Regions from separate parts of the Mus musculus genome. Here all the other regions are linked to region 1. Evidence: chromatin contacts called from public Hi-C data. All regions are on one chromosome and are shown on one strand. Each heading gives the region's core, a stretch centred on a gene start, on an enhancer-like site or on the middle of the called end of the contact. The rest is flanking DNA. Distances are from core to core; before and after follow the strand shown.

Evidence for each region. A called contact is a pair of places that touch in the nucleus more often than the background predicts.
Region 2: a contact with region 1 is called in a Hi-C map of cerebellum, with 3 times the contacts expected there. The contact joins the enhancer-like site here to the promoter of Cdh8 in region 1. A contact is called at or near these places in 1 of 39 promoter capture datasets (hippocampal neurons) and 3 of 484 Hi-C or Micro-C datasets (brain, cerebellar granule neurons and cerebellum).
Region 3: a Hi-C map of cerebellum shows a contact between it and region 1, with 4 times the contacts expected there. The contact joins the enhancer-like site here to the promoter of Cdh8 in region 1. A contact is called at or near these places in 2 of 39 promoter capture datasets (hippocampal neurons and liver), 3 of 484 Hi-C or Micro-C datasets (cerebellar granule neurons, cerebellum and cerebral cortex) and 1 of 115 datasets of contacts at active chromatin or transcription factors (embryonic forebrain).

Annotation. Positions count from the first base shown.
Region 1 is chr8:99,415,046-99,418,011 of GRCm38.p6, forward strand. It overlaps Cdh8 (cadherin 8), which reads right to left and starts at 1,426. Exons shown (of 12, transcript NM_007667.3): 1 at 1,037-1,426. It overlaps A330008L17Rik (RIKEN cDNA A330008L17 gene), which reads left to right and starts at 1,629. Exons shown (of 5, transcript NR_132435.1): 1 at 1,629-1,732.
Region 2 is chr8:98,860,443-98,863,197 of GRCm38.p6, forward strand. No RefSeq gene overlaps it. Among named protein-coding and RNA genes, the nearest start is that of Gm15679, 150 kb to the right of the region's middle. Within about 2 kb of position 1,404, at least 7 of the 459 cell types and tissues checked have an H3K27ac peak or open chromatin away from gene starts, as enhancers often do. A contact at or near this core is called in cerebellar granule neurons and cerebellum, where this site is marked.
Region 3 is chr8:98,612,560-98,615,542 of GRCm38.p6, forward strand. No RefSeq gene overlaps it. Among named protein-coding and RNA genes, the nearest start is that of Gm23494, 61 kb to the right of the region's middle. Within about 2 kb of position 1,457, at least 4 of the 459 cell types and tissues checked have an H3K27ac peak or open chromatin away from gene starts, as enhancers often do. A contact at or near this core is called in cerebellar granule neurons and cerebellum, where this site is marked.

The DNA.
Region 1 (2,966 bases), core at 176-2,675:
GGCCACCACCACAAAACTTTGAGAATTTTACAGCATTGGGCAAGGTGAGGTTTTAGTCTTAGGAAGAAGGAAAAAAATCGGAGGAATTGTTGGATACCTGTTGGTATCAGCATCGGAGGCATCACGTTTACCCGGTTTACCAGGCTTGGCTAGAGCCTTAGGAAACCAGGGTAGGTCTCTTATGAACCTGTTACCACGCTGGCGGAACATAGCCAGGAGTCCCTTTCGCCTGCTGTCTGGCAGGGGCGCGGCTGGACCCCCAGGGTTGGCTAAAGCTAAGCACGGAGATCACTGCGAATCTTTATGCACTGTGGGCTCTGGGATAGGGAGAAGTCATTGGGTGCTTGGGAGGGCTGTGGATGCGGGCTCGCTGCTACTGACTGGTCTGTCTGTGGGTCCTAAGCCAGTGCAGAGCAGCATCTTGATGACTACAGAGTGGCTAGGTGGCCCCGGAGCTCCGCAAGTTTGCAGCTGGCACCGCGCCCCCGGGCTGGAACAGACACTTGTGGAAAATCCTGGCGCTGGGGCTTTCGCAGCAGAGCGGTAGCCCTCGGCCCAACCGAGGAGGTCGCCCTCCCACGACTAAGAGGTGGGGACATGCGGAAAACAAGGAACCTGCTCCTCTAGCCTCTCAACGCGCTTTCCTCTCGAGCTCGCTGCCTCCTCTGGGCAGGAGGCGAGTATTTCCCTTTCACCGCACCGACCCCGCAGTGAAGGCGCACCGCTGCAGCAGCGCCTGCCTGCGTCTCCAGGGTGAAACCGACAAGCGACTGCAAAGAAGGAACGGGTGGCGCGGGAACTGGAGGTGGGCAAAATGGGGCTCCGAGAGCAGTTTGCAAAACAGGTTAGGTAGAAGGCAACCCCATCAGCTACAGAAGCAACGAAAGGAGATGCGGCTCGGAGGGTTATCAGTGCTAGCGTTCCTCCATCCCCCAGGTGCGTATGGTGAGTGAGGGCGCGTGGGAATTCCTAAAGGAAGCAATCCCCTCGGCTCTTCCCCGCCCGGAGGCGTACGCGGATAGGGGATAGTACTTACTCAGGTCGGGCTCCGGGATGCGGAAAAGCCTCAAGACTCTGGGTTCATAAATGGCTGGAGGAGCTGAGGGTCAGTTCCCGAGAACAGCTAATGTCCACGAATCCCCGCGCGCAGGGTAATCTCCTCCGGGTCGCGTTCATGCCTCTCAGAGCTGTGGAGCCTGGTGCGGGGATGCGAAGCCGGCGCGCTGGGCTCTGCGTCCACAGCCTAAAAGTACAGCTCCGGTGTTGACGCTCAGGTCTATGCCCAAAGTGACAGTGGCGGAGCTTGGAGGAGGTAGGGAGATTCCAAATCCATCCACTAATTCTGGGCCGAGCGCTCCGGCTTGCGAGCCCGCCTGCCTGCCAAATGTAACTGTGAAGTGATGTGGAAAAGTGAGCCGGGTGCCTCCCCTGACGGATCTCATTGGGCAGAGCTCAGAGGCAGGTCTACCACTTGGAAATTCATGTAAGCAGTCCCCCACCCCGCCCCCTCCCTGCCTTGCCCCTGCGCTCTCCCGCGCTTGGTTTCCACTCCCTTTCCTCCTACCAAGAGTGCGCACAACTTTTCGCTGGTCGCTCACGAGCACGCCCAGCGCGCCTCCGCCGCCGGAGTCACCGGGTGAAGATGAGCCCTTCCAAGCTTTGCGCGCAGCCCGCCGCGCCGCCAAGCTCTTGGATAAAGACTGCTGGCAGATCAGAAAAGGATGCGCAGGAGGTACCCTCCAGCTTTCTCTCTCTAGGTCTCACCTGAGCCCCAAGGCTAACATTATCTTGAAAAGCATCTCAGACGCCCAAAGCTGGTTTCTGTGGAGGGCGAGGATGCGGCAGCGCGTGGACCATTCACCTTTTCCCTCATTCTGAAGACGTCTTGCATAAGGAATTGCATGTTTGCAAGACCACTGCCTGATAAAACTACTGGTTTCATGGGGGTGGGTCGATCAGTCCTAATGCCCTAGGGTTGCTACTCCTTTGGGAGGCGGGGGGGGGGGGGAAGGGACGGAGGGGGGAGATAAGGGACAGTAGAGGCAGTCAAGAGAGATTTGCAGAGAAGTGAATGGGCAGGAAAAGGGTAGAACTTGCTGTGGCCATAAAGAGAGGGTCTGGAAAGCTGTGTCAGAGTGGCTCTGACATGCTGCCCTCCCTCCCCCCTCAGGGGGAGAGTACTGTCCTTGCATCTCCCCTTTTTCTACCAAGTGATGCCCTACCCTTGGATTGCCCAGTCTAATGATAGAATTTCGTAAGCACTCAGTTGTTTTGTTTTTTTTTTAAACAAAACAAATCAAAATCCGCACCCAAGTATAAGCCAATGCATATAGGGGCCACAGACCCATAGACCCAGGTCTCTTTTCTTGTGGCCATCAAGACTAACACGTGGAAATATTCAGCGGCATCGATCTCTGTTTGTCATTTAAACACTGTGAAATACATGACAAATTAAACATCCCTTACCTTTCTTCAAAACTCTCTTCCATGGAAGACAGGGGTTTATCTGTTTTCTGACTCACTAGACTAGACGTGAGCTCTGAAGATGGGTTTTTGACCATCTGGGGACAGAGCTGCAGCAGAAGGGGTGCAGAGGAGCAGACGCACGGGCTGTGGAGCCTGTACTGTCTGACTCGAATTAATGAGACGCAGTGAGCAGAATGGAAAAATAGGCACAATATGCTTATAATACTTATGCAAATTTGGCTTTTTGATGCTGTACCTAACCTCTCACGGTAAAAAGTTGAAGACATTGGCTATCAGGTTATTATCTGTTTGATTCACATTCTCGTTACCCTAAAGAAAGAAACTTGGTAAATTATTTGGGTGGGGGACACTAAAGAAAGAAACTTGGTAAATTATTTGGGTGGGGGACACTAAAGAAAGAAACTTGGTAAATTATTTGGGTGGGGGACAAGGGGTATTTTACCCCTCCAGCAGTTGCTGTTTGTTCTCTATTCAAAGGC
Region 2 (2,755 bases), core at 154-2,653, 550 kb before region 1:
AAGTTGGCAGAACTGGGTCTTTTTTCATATTTCAATTTGTCAGTGGCCTGTGAAACTATAATACTAAAGATGAATGAGATGGCCCAGTGAGTAAAGGGCTTGCCACATATGCCCGAGGACTTGAGTGCCACATCTGGAACCTATCACATAATGAGACAAATTATTCCTTTAGTGCCCAACCCCCACACTCATGCGCGCGCACATGCACGTACACACACACACACACACACACACACACACACACAAGCATGGATGCACTTGCTCATGTACACAGTACATCATATATACACAATAACAATGAATAATTTTCAAACAACAATATTTTCTAACTCATTAGTTTAAGCTCTAGTGTCTTCCTTCTCAATTGTCACCTTCAGGACCAATATGTGAGGAAGTTGTTAACCCAAATGTGTGTGAGAGAACTCTTTGTGTTGGCAGCAATAATTCCGCAAGTGCAAGCATTTTAATAGATATTCAGAATAAGTGTGTCTGTTTTGTAATTACTTAGAGTCTTCTATAATCAGGTATACGTGGCTCATACAAGTGAGAAGAAAGAAAGCAAGCACATTTGAAAAAGTCTCAGTACTCTTTCTGAAATTTATAAATGTTTGGGCAAGATAATTCTGAACCAGCATTAGAAGGTAGGGATGAGTATTAAGAAGTGCTGTCTAAACGGTGCACATCTAATGGGGAATATCCCTGGTTGTCTTTCAAACTGCTGTGATAGACTACATGCAGATGTTACCAACCAGTTCTGTAAAAAGACCTCCCATCTTTACAATCTAACTTTCAACTTATCTTTTACACTTTAGGCTACAAAGTCACAGAATGGTCCAATTGTTCATCAGCAATTCACTTGCAGCTCCTATGAGCTTTTCCGTTCTGTGACTGTGAAACCCGAGGAGCCAGGAGACAGACACAGAGAGCATCCCTGTATACTGCCAAGGAGCAGGGATGGCCTTGGCATTGAGCCTTCAATGGACACCGTGTTTTTTTTTTTAGTGAGAGTGTTTTTCCCTCTCATTCCTCACCGATGAAGTGAAACCTCCTTCAGCATACTTTTCTGATGGTTGTTTTTGTCATAATTTCCAATAATCTCTATTTAATATGGTGTTTCTTTTAGAATCTCCAGATTCTAACTAACAAAGATTATGTAACTAACAAAGAGTATGCATCTACATTTTGATTTTATGTCTTTCTGTAACAAAATTTTTATAAAGGCAATAGGGGCTGGTGTCTTTCACAGTCCTAGGTCTCACTGGAAATGGGAGTAATGTCATTAATGAACACAAGTAGGTTGGTTTTTTTAATGGAAAAAAAACGAAAGAGTGTTTTTCCTTACATTTTCTATTTTACACCAGAAGCCTTTATTTCCTTTTCTGCTGGGCTGCCACCTGTCCCTAGCAGATGCTTCCTTTATTAATCCTTTGACAGCGACTGCTGCCAGCTCACTCCCTGAATTCTCACTGCTTTTAGCAGTCAAACTTCTTTTCATGAGTTAAATTATTCAGTCATATTTATGTTTTCTTTATGTGTGTCTCTGTCTGTTTCTGCCTCTGTTTCTGTCTCTGTGGTACTCTCTGGTTTTGTGGTGTGTGTGTGTGTGTGTGTGTGTGTGTGTGTGTGTGTGTATGGTGGGTGTGAGTGTATGTGTATGATGTATGTGAGTGTATATGTATGGTGTGTGTGCATGAGAGTGTGTATGTGTGTGTGTGTTATATATGTGTAGTGTATAAGTATGTGTGTGAGTGAATATGGTATGTGGGTGTATGGTGTGTGTATAAGAGTGTGGATAGTGTATATATGTAAGTGTGTGTCTTTATGGGAGTCTTTCCTAGCCTCTGCATTTTACTGCCTTTGATGTAGTCAACTTTATTCTTAAAGTCCAATAGAAGAAAGGAGTGGAAATTTTAAATCCTTGAGAATGTGAAACATTGGCTTAGGTTCTCCTAAGAGGCAATGCCTTCTCCTTGATTGCTTTCTCTGTGTATAGAGAAAAGTGTGGAAATGTGTGACAAAAATGGAAAAGACCAGCTCTCCTTGCTTCTTCTGGGAAAATTAAGAAAACCTCATAATGAAGTTATGTCCACTGTCTTGGACTAAAATAATACAACCATTCATATTTGTCCTCAAATCTAAATTACAATTCCAAGAATATTCTCTGCTGACTACTTTTGTGGGACTAAGAAAGTGTGTAATATGCTTATAGATGAGAAGCTCATATGGCTGGTTGGATATTGAGGACTCACTACATGTCCTTAATAATGCTGACACAGCATGACCATCCTCCATGGAAAAAGCTTTCTGGCAATCAGAGTTCTAATATACAGTTTTAAATTTTTAACTGTTAAGAAATCTATATGCAGCTCTCCTTATACTTGAACATCACTTACAAGTGATTATGAGTTAAATACATAACTTTTTGATGCTTACATTTCTAACCTGTAATACAAGGATGACTAATATCATGCTTCATGTTGGAATATCTTAGCTTTAGAAACATAAAATAAAAGAGAATGGGTACCTACATTTGATACAAAGCACATTTTAAACAAATTTGGAATCATGTGATTGCATATTTTCTGACAGTTTTTAGTTATGTTTCTAGAGAAGATAATTATACAGCTGTCAAATCTTTGATGGAATTTCTTCATATTCTGTTTTAACCCTTTCAATTTTTACTAAAATCATAAATGCAAATATTTTCCAATATACTTTACTGTGTCAACAAACAAAAGCTGTTCCTACATTTTTA
Region 3 (2,983 bases), core at 207-2,706, 800 kb before region 1:
ATAATATTTGGGTAGCGCTCTTGATTGCTTAACTTTCTCAGAAGCTGCTATGACATTTTCTGGTATCAAGGAAGCTAGCTTTCAGGGAGGAGGCACCCAGATCAATTTCAGATAAGGGGCTTCTAGACTCTTGTGTTTGATGTTCATAGTGTCTTCACTAATAGTGACTAATTATTCACTTCTGGAGGGAGAAGGCAGCCAGAGACAATAACAACAGCTTGTGTATTCTAGGAATCTTGAACAAACTTGATCAATTACTCAAAGGAAGGCTTCTCATTCCTGGTTTGAAGTTTATGTAATCTTGAACTTTTTTAGTAAGCATTGTATCAAAATCTATTGAATCCAATTAGTACAAATCTAGGGAGCTCATCCAGCAGGTCAGGGGCAGGTTTTCAGTGTTTGTTCTCAAAAGAAAAGCACCTCTATATTTATCATAAGCCAGTAATCGTCAATAGCTGCTCAGAAGTTTCTCTCCATACATCCTGGGTGTTTGACCTGGCTTGACCTTGTACAGATCTCATATAGATAAACACATTTGCTGTGAGTCAATGTACACATTAGCCATGCCATTTTTTTTAAAGCATTTCACAGTACAGCTCTGCATTTTCTGGCTATTGTCTTATTACCTAAAAACTTATATTATCTTAATGGATAATGAATAACATGTAGACTGGTGGAATACAAGAAAGATTGGAGTCTGTGATGTTAAGCATGATTGAAACTACTACACTTAGAATTTTCCTTCACCAATCAAAGTTCCTAAAACTCTGGCATGATTTTTTTTCCCCTAATACCAAATGCCAACATTTGATTGTTTTAAATTAAAGCATCTTTGCCTTTATTTCAGGTGGAAAGAGTATAATGTCCCCTGTAAGGCAACAATAAATGGGATTTACTTAAAGGACCTTTTGCTCTACACATGAACATATTGGTAACTGCTCATAGTATTTCTGTAAGAACTGACTAAGACAAAGTTCAGATTTTATTAACAAATTCTGGATTTATTGCTGATTCTGACTTTATTGAGATACTGGAGAAGGAAATAAGCTCAAATATATTATGAAAGAACCCTGCTTGCATTGATATTTATTACATAGACCTATAAGTTTCCAACTTTTGCACTTTCAAATACAATTAAAATATATATCTGTGGTAAAAGTGACTTCTCCAAGCAAATGAGTCTTTCTTTGGTTGGCCATATGTGCCCACAGCTAGTTGACAACAGTCAAGTGAAATGGCATACTCTTAATGTTAGTTAACAGGAGGGATGAGATGTGTTAGCTAGGATGCTTTCGTTTTCCACAATGACATTTTCTTAGTTCTTCCCACTTGCTTTATAGACATCCAGGACCCATGGCTTCTGGATACTAAAGGAGGAATGTAGTTAGGAGAGAAGGGTTGAATCTGGCATGCTTCAGCGCCATCTGTTCACTCTCCGAACCCACAGATGTTCCATACCAAAAAACTGTGTAAGTTAAGGCTTAACATGCTCAGTGGGCACTCAGAGCCCCACCTGCTGGAGCATCTCTGTGGGGTGCTGTGGAAGTATGACAAGGATGCCAGCATTCCTGCTGGACTTGATGCAGGAAAGACTTTCAAAGTGGAGGAGTCTCCTGCTATCTTCAATAGCTCGCTTTGCCAAAGTGCACATTTGAATGACTTCAGCACAGGCACAAACTGTACACCATGGAGAGAGTAAGGTATGGTGGATTGAACATTGGACAATGAGCCCAAATGATTTGGCCACTGTTCCTGGAGTCATCACACACCCTCTTGGTGACCTTGTGGAGTTTATGCAACATTTTTCTGCCTTCAGATTTTTCTTTCAACAAAGAAAGAAAGAAAGAAAGGATGGAAAGGAGGGAGGGAGGGAGGGAGGGAGGAAGGGAGGGAGGGGAGGAAAAAAGAAGAAAGGAAAACAGAAACAACAAAAATCATGGATTTCTTACTTCTCTGTGTTTCCAGAAAGATTTCTTTGATGCATGCATTTGACTATCTGATGTTTCAACTATTCCAGATTCTGGTAGGGAGTCTGATAAGTTCCATGTACCATCTTTAGAAAAATATTGACATCCCAAGGTTAACAATTGCATTAAAACTACTTTTAACAATGTAACTTCTGTTCAGAATCATGTTTCAAAAGTCACATCACAATCATTTTTGAATACCAGACACCTTTGTGTCCTAAAATATAAAGTTAGCTGTAGTAAAATTTCTACGACCATGTACTTGTATTTTCATTATGAACAGGTTGTAAACATTATTTACATTTCTTAGTTCATGTTGTCTACAATTAAGTAAAATACAGAGAAATTGAATGATACAGTTGAAAATTTTCACCAGTTATATTTAAATCCTATGACAAAATAATCTGGACTTTTTTTTTTTTTTTTTTTTACATGAAATGCCAGCTGGCTTGTTAGTGTGTTAGCCAGGTTAAAAGATTTAAAGGGAGAGCAGGGCCTATGAAATATGATCTTGACTTATCTAAGATTTGAAAAATGTAGCTCAGTTCAGAAGTCTCTCTGGCATCGTTATACTGAGGCATATGTTGAGTGACTAACAGAACAAAAAAGAGAGATAAGAATGAAAATGGACTTTATTCTGTTTCCTACTGTGATCAAGTATATGGCTGACATGTTGAGTAATATATACAGATATGAACTGTGTAGAATATCAGATTCAACTCCTAAAGGAGAGTATACACATAAGAATAAAGACATAAACACTAGAATAAGCTGAAATCCAATATACATTTATATGCACTAGCTGTGCCATATTAACAATCGGCTCAATATTTCCAATTGCTTTGACTTTTCATTTGAAAATTTGAAATAAGTAGTATCTTAAACTCATAAAGTTGTTTGAGATAATGTGTGAGGAGAGCTTAGTAGAGTGCTTTATGGTCCTTAATGTTCATTCGATTGCCCGTTACTGATGTCTACGAACCAATTAGAAAACATGGCTTAGGGTGTATTCAGAG